Regions from separate parts of the Sus scrofa genome. Here all the other regions are linked to region 3. A link is a contact called in public Hi-C, HiChIP or PLAC-seq and promoter capture Hi-C data. All regions are on one chromosome and are shown on one strand. Each heading gives the region's core, a stretch centred on a gene start, on an enhancer-like site or on the middle of the called end of the contact. The rest is flanking DNA. Distances are from core to core; before and after follow the strand shown. Region 1 holds the start of ZFYVE1 (zinc finger FYVE domain-containing protein 1). Region 2 holds the start of PSEN1 (presenilin 1). Region 3 holds the start of NUMB (protein numb homolog). Region 4 holds the start of RBM25 (RNA binding motif protein 25).

Evidence for each region. Promoter capture Hi-C pulls out the DNA fragments that hold promoters and counts their contacts. A called contact is a pair of places that touch in the nucleus more often than the background predicts. HiChIP or PLAC-seq counts read pairs in DNA pulled down with a chosen protein or histone mark.
Region 1: a promoter capture Hi-C map of fetal liver shows a contact between it and region 3, with 2.4 times the contacts expected there. The contact joins the promoter of ZFYVE1 here to the promoter of NUMB in region 3. A contact is called at or near these places in 1 of 5 promoter capture datasets (fetal liver) and 1 of 47 Hi-C or Micro-C datasets (subcutaneous adipose tissue).
Region 2: an H3K27ac HiChIP or PLAC-seq map of alveolar macrophages shows a contact between it and region 3. The contact joins the promoter of PSEN1 here to the promoter of NUMB in region 3. A contact is called at or near these places in 2 of 5 promoter capture datasets (fetal liver and liver) and 1 of 2 datasets of contacts at active chromatin or transcription factors (alveolar macrophages).
Region 4: a contact with region 3 is called in a Hi-C map of embryonic fibroblasts, with 3 times the contacts expected there. The contact joins the promoter of RBM25 here to the promoter of NUMB in region 3. A contact is called at or near these places in 2 of 5 promoter capture datasets (fetal liver and liver), 1 of 47 Hi-C or Micro-C datasets (embryonic fibroblasts) and 1 of 2 datasets of contacts at active chromatin or transcription factors (alveolar macrophages).

The regions. Positions count from the first base shown.
Region 1 is chr7:96,378,027-96,381,861 of Sscrofa11.1, reverse strand. ZFYVE1 (zinc finger FYVE domain-containing protein 1) reads left to right here and starts at 1,576. Exons shown (of 12, transcript XM_001926161.6): 1 at 1,576-1,822; 2 at 3,286-3,835. The coding sequence starts at 3,705.
Region 2 is chr7:96,475,870-96,479,751 of Sscrofa11.1, reverse strand. PSEN1 (presenilin 1) reads right to left here and starts at 1,495. Exons shown (of 12, transcript NM_001078667.1): 1 at 1,425-1,495.
Region 3 is chr7:96,796,049-96,800,048 of Sscrofa11.1, reverse strand. NUMB (protein numb homolog) reads left to right here and starts at 1,359. Exons shown (of 9, transcript XM_021099490.1): 1 at 1,359-1,587.
Region 4 is chr7:96,404,117-96,408,138 of Sscrofa11.1, reverse strand. It overlaps RBM25 (RNA binding motif protein 25), which reads right to left and starts at 1,477. Exons shown (of 13, transcript NM_001243829.1): 1 at 1,301-1,477.

The sequences.
Region 1 (3,835 bases), core at 327-2,826, 420 kb after region 3:
CCAGGCTAGGGGTCTAATCAGAGCTATAGCCAGAGCCACAGCAACGCCATATCCGAGCCACATGTGCAATCTACACCACAACTCATGTCAGCGCCAGATCCTTAACCCACTGAGGGAGGCCAGGGATCGAACCTGCAACCTCATGGTTCCTAGTAGGATTAATTTCTGTTGCACCCCGATGGGAACTCCTCTTTTTTCTCACCTTAGTTGCTCTCTTTGGAAGGAACTGCTTTCCACACACTTTTAGGAGGTTTTTTTTTTTTTTTTTTTAGGGTCCCACCAGAGGCATATGGAAGTTCCCAGGCTAGGGGTCGAATTGAAGCTATACCTGCCAGCCTATACCACAACCGCAGCAACAGAGGATCCAGGCCTCATTTGTGACCTACACCACAGCTCAGGGCAACACCATATCAATTCGTTACCACTGAGCCATAATGGGAACTCCATGGCTTTTTCATTACTATGTATATTTGGGTTTTTTGACTGCCCCTCCCCCCACCCAATGTGGTAGTTCCTGGGCCAGGGGTCCAACTTGCCCCACAGCAGGTGGCAATGATCCCTCCTTAACTGGATAGGCCACCAGGGAACCCCTAGATTTGGTTTCATTACTTTCTAACTATGTCCATTGAATCATAAGGTAAAAAACTATCTCACTTTAAGTCAGGAGATTGGTTCTTGACTCAGCTAGAGAAGTCACTCAACCTTCCTTTTCTCTCCCTGTTTAACAACTATCATGATACAAACATAGAACATTAGAATTTGCAGGGACCTGAGAAATTACACAATACAATCCTTTTGTTTCATGGAGAGTTGTGTGATTTATACCAAGAGCTTTCTAGAACAAGCACCCAGTCAGTTTCTCAGACCAGTGCTCTTGATATCAGGCTTTCTTTCAGTGTTGTTGTAAGAAACAAAATTAAAAAACAAAGAGTGAAAGCACTGAACAAACATAAGGCCATTTACAAGAAGAGAGATAACAGTGTTAACCATTAGCCTGTATTGTAACCTGAAAGCTTACCTGAATAAATGTACCTCTCTAACTAAAAGACCATTTAAAACTCGGGAGTTTTTAAAATATGTAAGGAAAGGTCAGAAAAATAAAGTAATGGTTGGTTTTCATGAAGAGAAAACAAAACTCCTCCAAAAGTACTTATATTCTCTTAAAATTCTTTCTGGCCTCTTAGTTTGTGCAAGGTGAAATTGGGTAACTGGAGACGGCCTGTCTTTCCATATTTCTTAAAGAATGGTGTGCAATAAGGGTTACCTGAAATCGAATTATTTGCCTCGCCTATGCTACATATTATATCAGTTCTCTAATTTAACGCCACTCCTTCCCAAAACAACTTGCGGAAACCTGCGGAAACCACACTCGTTGCAAAAACTCCAAGTCCCGACATGCTCCGAGGCGTGTCCCTATCGCCTCCTCACAAGAATGTCTTCTTCTGTACTGGGAATTGTAGTTATTCTTGGGCTTCTCTTCCGGGATGTTGGGGAAAGACGCACTTCAGAAGAACTACATTTCCCAGAAAGCTGTGCGCGCCCTTCTCCGCCCTCTCCGTTGTCAAGCTCCAGCCCTCCCGCTCCTCCCTCAGTGGGTTGCACTGCTCACGCCTTCCTGTTAGTCCGAGCTGGGAGAAGTTCACTTCGATCAGCTGATCCTAACTGACAACGGGAGAGGAGGAAGCCCGGGAGGCAGCGAAGGAGGAGGGGGGCGGAGATGGAGATGAGGATGGATCCACCGGTGCCCTGAGGAACAGCCCCCGCCTCCACCGGCACCCCGCGGTCCTCCGACGCAGTCTTGCCGCAGCAGAGCTGCTCCGTGGTGGGGTCCCCGGGCCGCCGCGGGCGGGGAGGGAAGGGCACGGCCCTGCGCCTGGAGAGCGATATCCCTGGAGCTCCTGCTGCCCCGGGGTGGAAGGGGGGGCGGGTGCGGCTGGGGTGGGGGTGGGGTGGTATAAACAATGGATTCAGTTCTGGTCTCTGCCAGCGTTGGGGGGGGATTTTGGGGGACCTTCTTTGTTCTTAGACCCTGCTTCTGCCCCTCGGGTAGCGGTGGTGGTGCCCGGGAGGAAGCAAGGGTGAGGAATCCCTGGCTGGAGAGAGGCGTCGAGGTGGGAGCCCGAGTGGGCAGATTGTTTGCTTAGGTCTGGTGGGCGGTGAGGTATCCTTTTGAAGGTTGGTTTTATATTTTTTTCAATTCTGGCAGATTTTGATTTTTGGTTCCTCTGTGAGAGCTGGTTAGGCACGTCTGTGGAGTGTAAATAAGGTCTCCTAGTCACTCCCTTCGCCTTCCTTATTTATCTAAAAATAAGATTGATAGATTGATTACTGTTTGGAGGAATGAATACCTGCAAGGAGGGCTTTGCCAGCATTAGAATGGGTGTCAAGGCGAAGAGGAGTTAGGAATATAAAATTTGTAGAAGTGACAAAAGCCCCTTTCTTGCCCCAGTTTTCTTTCTTTCTTTCTTTTTTTTTTTTTAAGTTATTTTTAAGTTGGGTTTTGAGTGACAAAGAGAAAAATTATTTGTTTTGACTCATTCAGGCCTGGTTTTGTGGTGGTGCATAGTGGAGGAATTCTGTTTCCTGTTGCTCACCTTTTTTGCAGTTAGAGAAAAGGACAAAAGGAAGTACAGTTGTTTTTAATTGTTTTTAAACATGGAATGGTGACTTGTGTTTCTAGTGTAGAGTCCTTAATAGGCATCTGTTGAGAGCTGAAACAGTCCAGTTGCAAGGGTAATTGGATCTGCCCAGGACTTTGATGGAGCTGAAGTTTATTCTTGTTTAACTTTTTACAGCCATCTTTCTCCACCTCTCCCAGTTGTGGGGTGCAGAGGGCTGTCCCTCCAAGGACTATTTTGTTTAGTGCTTTTGATGAATAGAGAATTTCAGTCTGGGAAATTAAGCAGCAAAATCTCTTAGATGCCTTGAGCCTAGAGGTAGTTGTTGTTTTCAAAAGGAGGAGCCTTAACCATGATTTTGAGAAGACATTTCTAGGATAAGAATGAGCCAGTGGAAGTTTTACAAGCAAGAATGAGGTTCTGGAGTTCCCGTGTGGCACAGTGGGTTGAGGGCCTAGTGTTGTCACTGCAGTGGCTTGGGTTGCTCCTGTGGCTTGGGTTCCGTCCCTGGCGAGGGAATTTCCACATGTGCAGCCACACAAAAAAAAGGAAGGTTTCTCTTGGTAGTTTTGGCCTCATATTTAATTACAGTCTTTTTTTTTTTTTTTTTTTAAAGGTGCACTTCTGTTTTTGGATGAGTGAAATCCTTTTCATGTCTCTGTTCTAGGTGTCCCCTGAAATATTGACTTGAGGTTGGATTATATTGAAAAGCTCCTGACTACATTTTCATTACCAAAATCTTGTGGCTGAGGTTCCACTCATGAGCCCACCTCAGTGAACCCACCAGATCTCTCTCAGATAGCCATAAAAGACCCTTCCAAGTTAATTTAGACTACATATTTGCCTGCACTTTATGGAAGATGAAACTATCAAACCAAATCAACGTTGCTGCTGATACAGGAAGCTTGGAGGCAGAATATTAAACATTTGAACATTTGCATGTGAAGAATTCTAGTAGGACATTAACTGTTTTTTTAAAAAAGGAATTTTTTTTTTTAAGGTGTTCAGAACCCTGTGAAAGGTCTGTGCGGTCTTCAGACTCAAAGCCTTTGTCTTCACTTCTGGGGAAAGCCCAGGTACCATTATATGGTGGGTGATTTCCTTACTAAACTGAGTATGAGTGCCCAGACTTCCCCAGCAGAGAAGGGCCTGAATCCGGGGCTATTGTGCCAGGAAAGTTACACGTGCAGTGGGACCGATGAAGCTGTCTTCGAGTG
Region 2 (3,882 bases), core at 246-2,745, 320 kb after region 3:
CCTACAATCTGTTTAACAGTGGTGGGAGAGGGAACTGGATCTGAAAGGAAGCAGACCTCACGGACCTTGGTGACAGACAAATATTATATCTTTCCTGCTAGAGTGATTTTCAGAGACCAATTCCAATCCTCCAGTTCTCCCCAAATGGAAATTCATGCAGCAGTCAAGGACTGGGGCAGCCATTAACTTGAAATTCAGCAAGAGATCACATCCATTCAAAGGAAAGTGTACCCAAAATAATGGTACATACCTACTCAAGCACCAGAAGTAGAGGAATGGAAAAATACTATTTTGGGGAAGGGTAAAGGTGAAGGAATCCATGCACTCAATAAATAGGCTTCTTTTTCAGTGTTAAGGGCTTGCTATTAAATGGAGGTGGGAGGGGGCTTAAATTGGCTGAACTGCCAGGTGAGTTAAGGAGAACTGAAATTGGCTTTTGCAGGTGACAGAAATCAGCCAAATGCAACAGGCTCCAATATACTTTCCCGTTTAATCCTCCTTCATAACAGCTATTTAATGTGCCGACTGGGTCACTGGATCCTTAGGATCCAGAGGGCCCCTGTGCGTAGTACACTCTGATATAATGCCCTCCTCACTTCAACTCCGAGGGTGAAAACCTTTCCACTGAAAAAGATAACTCAAATAACAAGATGTCCTTAACTAAATGTAATCTTTACGTGCCTCAAACTTCAGAGAATATTATGACTTACAATGTGCTCTGCCAATACAGTCATTCGCATACTATCCTTATCTCCCATAATAAACCTTGAACACTTTATTCATCTTGTCCAAAGTGGGTGAGCAATGCTTTTAAAAATATAAAGTTACTTTCCTACAAGAGAAACAAATATTTAAAAGGAATCTGAGCGGTATGACAACGCCAAGTATCTATAATCCATGAAAAGCACTGGACATACATGCCTCCTGACAGTCTCGACCAAGGCAAAAGCATCCGAGCCTGTTTTCCGCCCCGAACTGAGACAGAGGGAACTTAGCCCTAGCCCTGAATGCCACTCGCTGCTCCTGGACGAGAACACACTCAGGGCATGAGGCGCGGAGTTTCACCAGTTGCTCAACCAGGTCTAGCGCAAGGCGCTTCCTCTTTCTCCCGCTACACTCCAGGCAAAACGTTCAATCCCAGCCCAAGGCACCTGCGCCCTGAGAGGTCTTCGGGAAACCAGCACTTCCGGACCAAGGGTTAGAAGGAGAATCTCTCTTCAACCGATCACGGAAACGGGCCGCCCCTTCTCGTTCCCCACACAGGGTTCCTGGGTCCCTGCCCGGCCGCGCCCCGCTCTTCATCCTCGAGGACACCGGCTCAGCGGCCCGGGCGGCGACAAAAGGCCGGGCCCTGCCCGCGTCCGCCCCTATCGGCACTCGATGAGGGGCGCGTTCCTCTCCCCACCTCCCCAGCGCGCACTTACTCTTTCTCGTCGCAGCCGCCACCTCTCGCAGCCCAGGTCCCTTCCCCAGCAGCCGCTGTTTTGTTTCCGATGTGAAATCCCAGCCTTTGGAGCAGCCAGTCCAGGCCCCGCCCAAAAGGCTTCGCTGGTGTCGTCACTTCCGGCTCTGGCGTCGTTGGGGGCCAGCCCGCCGAGGGGTGGAGCCTGAAGGGACCACTGGCGGGGGCGGGGCCCAGAGGAAGGAGGTGGGGCTTCCAGTGGTGAGCTGGATTTGAGAAGACTGCGCTCCAGTTTGCCTTCCGACCTGAGGGACCTCTGACAGAGTGCCTTTGCCGGTATGAGGTTATCAGGACTCTGAAACGACTCTTTGAGCTGAGGATCAAAATCTATGTACAGTGGACCCAGTGCGTGCTTCTCCAAGCCTACAAGTGATGGCATCTTAAATCTAATGTTTCCTTTCTCTGTAGTACCTATTTGTACGGTGTTTCTCAGTGACAATCAGCAGCACCACAATCAAAGGATGCTAATTTAAATTGTAAACACCTGTGCCCTCCACCCCTCCCTAACAAATCCAAAGTTTTGGTGTGTGAGAAACTGCATTTTAAAGAAACATTGTCTGGGATCTTGGGCTCCAAGTTTAGGCACCAGTTTTCCCAGATGGTAAGCTTTCAGACAGCATAAATTCTCTTATTTTTGTAATCTCAAACCCTAACAGAGTATCTGGTACACAGTGAATTGCTCAAAGAGGGTTGATTTTTACATCTGCCAGCTATCCATTCAAATGACTATAAAAAGAGTATTAATAACTCCTTAAGCAGCATATCACACACATACTCATCTGAAAGCTAAAAGTGAACAGTGAATACTATCACGTAAAACCAACTATGAACAAAGGAGAAATGTTCAAATTCACAGGTAATCAGAAAATTGAAAGTGAAATCAAAAACATGGCCAATGAGATTCTTTCTTTTAAATTCTTCCCCCAAGATAACCTTCCTTATTCCTAGAGCATCAATTCCCAAACCCCCTCTTATTCCTGCCCCCTTCAAATACATGATTGGACTTAAATAGGTTTTACATACAACTTCATATTGAAGAACACAAGTAGCAGTAGTAAGTTTTTCCATTCACAGGGAAAGTTGGGAAAATAAAAAGGTTGATACCCTCCCCAAAATATTTTTTTAAGTCCTCATCTACCCCTTCCTTCCCTAAACTTCACAAGGATAGGAATTTTTGCCTGTTTGTTTGCCTGCAAGTGCTGAAAACAATGACTAGCACACAAAACAGCTCAAAACATTTCAAGCATAAGCTAAAATCCATTTATTTGTGAACTAGTTCAATCTCTTTGAATGCAATCTAGAATGTGAATAGAAAGTCTAAAAATGCTAGATAACTATTCTTAGAAACAACCCTAATACAAAAATTTTGTGCAAAGATGTTCTTGGATGGGAGTTCCTGTTGTGGCTCAGTGGTTAATGAATCCAACTAGGAACCATGAGTTTGCAGGTTTGATCCCTGGCCTTGCTCAGTGGGTTAAGGATCCTTCGTTGCCACGAGCTGTGGTGTAGGTCAAAGACGAGGCTCGGATTCCGAGTTGCTGTGGCTGTGGAGTAGGCCGGCGGCCTCCATGTGCCACAGGTGCAGCCTTAGAAAAGACAAAAATAATAAATAAATATGCTGGTAAACTATTCTGACAAACAATCCTAATACAAAAATTTTGTACAAAGATGTTCTTGGATGGGAGTTTCCATCATGGCTCAGCAGTTAACAAACCCAACTAGGATCCATGAGGACATGGGTTCGATCCCTGGCCTCGTTCAGTGGATTAAGGATCCAGCATTGCCGTGAGCTGTGGTGTAGGTTGCAGCCATGTGTTGCTGCGGCTGTGGCTGTAGGCCAGCAGCTGTATCTCTGATTCAACCCTTAGCCTGGGAACCTCCACATGCCACGGGTGCTGCCCTAAAAAGCAAAAAAAAAAAAAAAAAAAAAAAAAAAAAAAAGTTCTTGGAGTATTACTAACAGCAAAAATTGGAATGCTAAAAAGTTCTGCAATAAATCATCACTCATCTCCTTCACTGAATGTCATTAAAATTGTTTATGAAGATTATATGTAACAGAAACCTTCCCATCCTATTAAATTTAAAAAAATAGAGACATAAGATTTATGCATATGTCAAAACACATTCCCACAAATAAGAAATACCAATGGTTAAAACAGCAGCCGGTGACTGAATAACTGGACTACAGAAAATTTCCTCCGCGTTTCCGTACTTCTTCACATTTTCACGGAGTATAGAAACCAGGAAAGCACTAGGAACCAAGAAAAAGATACTGGGAATGACTAGAGGAACAAGGCTAAAATGACACCCTAGACACCAAGGAAGAAGAGTCCCCCAACAGCAATGTCTGTAGTACTAAGGTAGAAACTAGGGTGTGGCTTTTACAAAGCCAGAGTCTCAGGCTATCACAAGTCACCAGT
Region 3 (4,000 bases), core at 110-2,609:
TAATTTCCTCTTAGTTTGGTGATGGAAGTATGTAGTTTATTTAAACGTGACTAAAAATATATGTTAGAAAATAGACAATTTTGAGGGAGATAACAAACCATGCAGTTTTAGACTTCTTATTGCTTGCTGGCAAAGGAAAGAAGGGTAAATAGAAGAAATATGGAACAAAGAGTTAGCAGGAAGAAGTAAGGAGCAAAGTCCAGATTCTTGGTTCCACAGCAAGTCCCCAACCATAAAGTGCTGTTTAAGAGGGAAGTACATCCTCAACCTGTTCCAGTCCATCCTTGAGTATGTTTCATGACCCATGGGGTTTATGTTATAGGTGGAATTGTGAGGAGGGTACATTTAAATCTGATTTAGAAACTGAAAGGGTAATTAGGTGAGCATTTTGTTATTTATGAACAGGCAGAGTGGGCAGAAATGAAAAAGAAAAGCAAAAAGCTAATGGTGGATATATTTCTAGGAGTACAAGAGTTTTTATAGCAACACCAGATTTCTCAAAAGTGCCTACTGTGATTTGTACCCAAATGAATAAAAAATGCAATCATTTATTCTTGTACATTGTGCCATGTGAGAAAAGAACTGCAATTCATTCAATGGTCTTAATTTAGACTGCTGGGAAGAGAGGTTCAGAAAAAAAGACAAGCTTTTAAAGTATCTGACACACATCTAGTAGGGCTATTTAAGAACTGCTGAGCATAGAAAGCAAGTTACGGGGAGCTGAATTCTCCTTTTCAGAGCATCACAAGGGTAAAATGTGGCCCATATAGTCCAAACTTGCTGATGGTTGCCTGGTCCCTTGCAGGAGACATCCAGCGCTGCGTCTGAAAGCTGCAGAACTCTCAACATACCACTTCAATTCATTAACGACGTTTATAACTGCAACCAAAGTGGACTAACTTCAGTGGTGGTTCTTTGCCCTTTAGCATGGAGATGAACTTTAAGGTAACTGAGCACCTTAGGACTTCAAGCGAAGAGGAGGAAATTTTCATCTACGTGCTTTTCTTTCAAGAAGCCGCTAATGAGTCTTTAAACGCCAACTCTGATGTTGCTGTTGGTAAGTACTGCCCTCTGGGTGAGCAGGCAGTGGTAAGTTTCTCCTTACAGAGAGGAAGTTGGAGAAAGGGATGTTTACAGAGTCAATTTTACAACAAAGAGTTAACCTTTCCCCTCCGACAATAAGCGCCTGCCCCTTCCTTGCTTTCTACTGCGCAACCAAACTGCCCAAGCTCGAACCAACAGTCGCCGCCACATCCCTTGCAGGTTGATTTAATAGACACTTTCTGCAGCCTATCAGGATTTCGAACTGCCCAACCGTCAACCAATTACAACTAAAGCTGGGCTTGGGACGGTCCAGGTCCGGGAGGGGGCTAATACCGGGTCCAGGAAAAGGGGCGGTAAGGAAGCTATGACGGACGGGTAAACTAAGCCAATAAGAGCAGAGAGCTGTATCACCACTATCCAATGGAGAGGTAGGAAGTGTGAAACGGGGTGGGCCTGTTGTCATGGGGGAGGTGGTGGCGCTTGGTGGCTGCCGGCGGCCGAGGTAGAGGCAGTGGCGCTGGAGTTGGTCGAGGATAGCGGCAGGTGAGTGCCTGTAACGCGGGCCTGAAGGCTGAGGGCCATCTCCGAGCGAAAACTCCAGCTCGGTCATCCGGAGGCGGAGGCCTGCGGAAGGGGGCCTGGGCTGCAGGCCGGGTCGGGCCCGGGCCGGGGCCAGGGCGGGGGCGGTGGCCGCGAGTTCGCGCTGACTGGGCTAGTGCGAGAACCGCCCGGCTCCCGGCGGCGGAGTTCGCGCTGGCAAGGTAGGCTGGGGCCGGACTCAAGCGAGTTGGGCCGGGAGCTTCCTTGGGACGCCCAGCCAGCCGCTCGGGTCTGGGGCACTGACTGGCTGCGGGTGTGTGAGGGGTAGGTCCGTAGGGAGACGGGAGCGACTGGGCTCCTAGAGAGGGGATGGCGGGTTACGACTTGGTCCGAGGGCAGGGTGACTCGGGAATACCCAGGACAGCTTCGGAGCGAGGAAAAAGTGGAAACAGGGAATCCCGGGAGCGGCCCGAGCGGAGAAAGCCGGGGAGGGGCTCGGGGGGCCGTAGACTGGGAGTGGCTTGGGTTCGAGAGAGAAGAGAGACCGAGGGAGGTCGGGGTCCAGGGTACTGGGAGCAGCCGGGGTCGGAGAAAGGGCGTCTAGGAAAGACAGGGAGGGGGCTGAGCACCCTCCTGAGAAGGGCGGCTGTCCGAGGGAGAAGCGCTCTTGGACTGTTACGGATCTTCGGAGGGTCTGACCCATGGAGATCTTGAACAAGTTAGGAACCGGAGCGCCCTGCCCCCCACCGCTGGTCTGGGATGGAAGATCCTAGATCAGACTGGGAACTCCTGGGTCTGAGGATCCACAAGAGATCAGGGGAAAAAAAATCCTCATGGGGGTAGCTTGGGTTTGACGTCAGGGTGAGGGGTCTAGCTGAGGAGTGGAAGTTCTCTCAGCTGGAGTTAAATCAAGGAAAATGATACGGGTAGGCGGGGAAAAGTAGTTTCCTTGTAGGAAGGGAGTAGAAGATAGGGCGTAGTAGGAAGGAGCCAGAAAGTTGCCCAGGAAGCGTGGTCTTGTGGAAACTGGCCAGAACCGTAGATATGAGAAATTAACATAGGGCCCTTAATAGGTTGTAAGGACCTAAGAAATAGAAGTTTCAGCTTCACAATACTAAGATGCCATCTAGGATCAGAGAAAGTGTTTTAAGAGCAAGGTTGTGACTCGCATTCCATTGCTTTAGAAATTTGTTTTAGGACGACAGCAATAATGCTAGAAAATAAGGACGTTGGCAGGATGGGAGATTTGAATGGGAAAAGGAGTAGCCGAGATAAAGGAGTAGGACTGCGGACTTGATCAGCAAGAGGAGGGGCATGAAGAGGACAGACTTACTTATGTCAATTTAAAAATAAGTTTGAATTCTAGTTCCACCACCTAGCTTCGACAACTTAACCTCTCTCTGTGCTGAAGTTTCATCTGTATAATAGAGTTCCTACTTTTAAGGGTTGTTTTCTCATGTGAGTTAATGTTTTGTGGAACTTTTAGGCTGATGACTGGCACAGAGTAAGCACTGTGTACTGGATTATCAAATGTGTAGAAGATAAAGGAAGACCTGAATTCCTTAATGCGGTTGTTCTCAAACTTTGATTTGCACCAGAATCACCTGGAGGACTTGTTAAACAGCAGTCTGCTAGCTCTACTGATTCAGTTAGGGCTGGGTTTGGGTCTGAGAATTTGCATTTATCTCAGGTGATGCTTGTATTGGTCAGGGGACCACACTTCAAGAACCTCTTGCTTTTTTGAAAAGAGTAATAATACCAACCTTAAAATACCTGTCTGCCCTGCTAGGGATGAGTAGAAGCAACTTGCAAAAGAAAAAACCCAAAAACCTAATATAAGAGAAACCCTGTCCTAAGTCTATGTTTTTCAAACTGTAGATTATGATTCATTAGTAATTTATAAAATCAATTTAGTGGTCTTACCACCAGTTTTGAAAATGAAATTAAATAGAAAAGAATTGACTAGCATTTCACATGGTAATGGAAAATATTGTTTTGGGAAATTTAGTTCACACATGTGTACTAGATCAGAATGTAAAATGTATTTCTCATAGTCAAAAGAGATATAAAAAACTCTTTTTGCCATGCATTGGAACCCTTCAGTAGGAGCATTCAGGGACTGGGTTTATTATTTATTTTTTGTTTTGTGGTAATTCTTCTCAGGTGGTGATACATTCTATCAGGTTTCTTCAGTTTCTGATCTGGTTTCTCCTGTGTTTGCCTTATCACATATGGTGTTGTGCTTCTTTTAGATATTGAGGCTCTTTGGCGTGAGGACTAAAGGGAATTTGAGGCAGAGAAATGAAATTGAATGGTCTTTCTTGATGTGGTCCACTTTTGTTTCACTTGTGCCGTTTTGGTTACCTTTTCTTTTTTACCGCTGTACTATAAAGGACTGTTTGTAAAAAACCTAAGT
Region 4 (4,022 bases), core at 228-2,727, 390 kb after region 3:
AAATGTTAGAGTCAGGGTCAGCCTCCTATGTCACTTTTGAAAATCCTCAAATAACAAGTAACAGTCAATAGGGATTAAACACTTACTAGGTTAGTTGGGCACTGCACTAAGGACTTTACATACGGTTTTCTCAATTAATTCCCAATCCCAATAATCTATGAGGTGGATAATAGTTAATAATCTTCATTTTACAGGTGAAGAAAACCAAGGCTTTAAGTTAAATTAAGTAGAATGGCACAGTATCTAACTTAATCGTGAGGAACTGATGACCAACTGAATGTCTTTGTAGGCCTTTGAATATTTTTAGAAATTAAAGCTCTCAAAACAATATAAAAATTGTTTATAAACTACTGCCAACTACCCAAATTCACAGTACTTCAAACTAGAGCAGTCTGGTGCAAGAGAAGTCCAATCTCCTCCCCCCTTTGGATCTGCTCCACTCTGTCCAATATTAAAATGGCTCTTCCATGGCTATATAAATCCATACTACATAACTTCGAAATAATCTTCACACTCCTATAACTATTTCGAAAAAACGCATTTAAAAAGTAGTACTGAAGAGCAAAGAAGGACGAGAACTAAGTAACGTATTTTAATGTGGAGCTTGGTCATCCCTGAGAATCAATGGGGATACAGTTTACGGGAACCTCCAGTGGAGGAAGGGGGCAGGACCACAACACTCATCACAATCTTAGACAGGCAAACCAACCAAGGGAGTGCTAGAAAAGGTGAGCAGTAGCTAAATTCTGGGCGGGGAGAGGGGGAGCAGTTCACTCGGTGGCGGGCTTTAGATGACCAAAGGGGAAGGGAAAGAAATCAGTTGGTGACCAGCTCCTCGCTGAAAAGGGTGGGTGCTGGCCGGCTTCTAGGCAGAGCCCGGTGCAAACCTATCCCAGGCCCAGAATATCTACCGTAGGGCTTCCGCAGGCTCGGGTTAGAAAGGGACCAAAGAGACGAGCTCCCCAGGGGCCGACCGATCGTTTTGTGGTAAACGTGGAGCCCAGAATGGGCCGAGGCCACTCTGTGGCGGGCCGTGAAAAGGAAAGTGAGGAGCAATGCAAGGAGGAAGGCTCTGGCAATAGGTCCGGCGTCCCCAGGCTACAGCTGGGCCCACTGGTTTTCGAGGCCTTAGAGAAGTGGAGAAACCTAAGCCTCGTGCCCGTCCCCTCCCCCACCCAACCCCCCCCCCAATCCCCATCCCACCCGGCCTTTTCGCAGCCTCCCCGGCGGCTTTCCCTTCTCCGCCAGCCAAACTACCCCGTCTCCCGGTTTCCACACGCGTTGAGAGGCGTGAACTCACCCGCCGCTGAGAAAACGGTACTGTCTTCGCGGCCTTGTGGGCCCCAGGTTACGAGTGGGCTCCACCGGTTCGAGGTTTCTGCGCACCGCTCGCCGGGAGATTGGTTCCGAGACTCCTACTCGCACAGGCCGCAAACACAGCCGCGCAGCGCGGGGAGCTTCTGGAGGTCTTCCTATTGCCCGGCGTGCACTGCGGCTGAGGGAGTGGAGAGGAAGATCATAGAGAGGAGCGTTCTAGATAGTCTTCACTGTAGGCTCTGAATCAGCGGCGAACAACCAAAGAGAAGGCGCGCCTAGTGAGGGCTAGAAAGGCTTAAACTGTAAATTAAGACCCACCCTGCCATTTTTGATTGGAGCTGATTGAATCTTATGATTAGGCGACGCCATCTTGAGGTCAAGGTTCCGGCTGGACCCTGCCCGAGGACTGTTAGAGGATTTCTCGATTTTTGTAGTTTGTGTTTCGAGGTTAGAACCTTGTTTTGTGGCTCACTGAAGTTCGATGGACTGATAACCCAGCACCTCCGTAGAAACCCCAAGTGTTAATGTTTCCTTAGAAAACAGCTACTCTTGATACCAAGAGATAGGGCAAGGGGTGATTTTTTTTCAAAAAATGGAAACACACACACCTCCAATACACAGCTTTCGCGCCCTAAACGAGCCAAAAAACATTGCTTGAAATTCCTGAAACGGCCTTTAAATTTAATACAGCTTTCATTCTGTAATGTAAACGTGCTAAAAAGATTATTAAACTAATGGAAATGAACTAATCACAAAAGATTAGGTTCTTCAGTTGATGGACTGTATGGTTAGTATCTATTTACAGGCCTTTGTTTCCTAACTGCTTACTTCTCAGAAGGATTATAATTTATTCAGTATGCAGTCATTGTCTCCCTTAAGTGCCTGGTGCTGGAAATATGGAGGTAAATAGGAGTGATGTTGTTGTTGTTTGGAAGAGCTGCAAACAAAGCAGAAGAGGTGACAGACTCTGACTACTGCCTATAAAATTGATCCTACCTACACACTCCCCACCTGCGTTTCCTGTTTAATTTTACTCTATAACACTTACAACCATCTACTCTATCATTTTCTTATGGTTTGTCTGCCCATATGCCACTAAAATGTAAACTTAAGGAGTGCCAGTATTGTCTGTTTTGTTCACTCCTGAGTTTCCCCGGTTCCAAGAACAACGCCTGATACATAGCAATAAATATATAGCTGATTGAAAGAAACGAATATACACCGGTATCAACAGAACATAAAATGCAATGGGAGGGAGTACCCGTCATGGTGCAGCAGAAACGAATCCAACTAGGAACCATGAGGTTGTGGGTTGAATCCCTGGCTTCACGCAGTGGGTTAAAGATCCAGCATTGCTGTGAGCTGTGGTGTGGGTCGCAGATGCGGCTCAGATCTGGCGTGGCTGTGGCGTAGGCCGGCGGCTATAGCTCTGATTAGACCCCTAGCCTGGGAACCTCCATATACTGCGGGTGTGGCCCTAAAAAGACAAAAGACAAAAAAAAAAAAAAAAAAGCAATGGGAGACTAATAGGAAAGGCTGTAACAGTACCACCGTTTGTAAAATAACGTCCTGCATTTCTGCTTGCTGGGTTTATTACCATTAAGACAGACCAATAATTACTCCTCTGAGCTATTGCAAGGATCAAATTAACTAAGGCCCGTGAAAATACCTTTTTCAGGGTATTCTCTGGTGGTCAAGTGTTTAGGATTCAGCACTTTCACTGCAGCAGCCCCAGTTCAATCTCTGGTCTGGGAACCAAGATCCTACATCAAGCCACTGCACACTGTGGCCAAAAAAAGAGAGAGAGAAGATATTTTTTTAGTAGTGCTAGTCAAATGCCAGCTACATTTTACAAATAAGAAGTTTGCCCTGGAGTTCACATCATGGCGCAGTGGTTAGCAAATCCGACTAGTATCCATGAGGATGCGGGTTTGATCCCCGGCCTCGATCAGTGGGTTAAGGATCTGGCGTTGCCACGAGCTGTGGTGTAGGTGGCAGACATGGCTTGGATCCTGTTTTGCTGTGGCTGTGGTATAGGCCGGCAGCTACAGCTCCAATTAGACCCCTAGCCTGGGAATGTCCATATGCTGTGAGAGCAGCCCAAGAAATGGCAAAAAAAAGAGAAGTTTGCCCCTTTTTTTTCTTTTTCTTTTTTCTTTTTCTTTTTTTTTTTTGGCCATGCCCGAAGCATGTGAAAATTCCAAGGCCAGGGATTAAACACTTCTTACAGCAGTGACCCAAGCTGTTGCATTGCCAATGCGGGATCCTTAACCTTCTATGCTGCAAGAGAACTCTTCCCCCCACCCCACCTTTTTTTGTAATAATCTCAAGCACAGAGAAATGCTCTAGGTTACTCTGTATCCCTATATATTGTTAGAACCATTGTATACATGTATTACTGGAGAGAAGTTGTCTCAAGCAACAGTTTGCTTACTTTCCTATAGTAGACATTTGTTTGTTTATGTTGATCCAGCATCCATTCCCTGGTGTTTGGTAAAGGCACACACTCCAAATTTCTTAGAAGAAAACATCCTTGGGAGTTCCTGTTGTGGATCAGCAGTAATGAACCCATCTAGTATCCATGAGGATTCAGGTTCATTCCCTGGCCCCAGCTCCGTGGAGTAAGGATCCAACGGCATTGCTGTGAGCTGCAGTGTAGCTCACAGAGGCATCTCAGATTCAGAGCTTCAGCTCCAATTTGACCC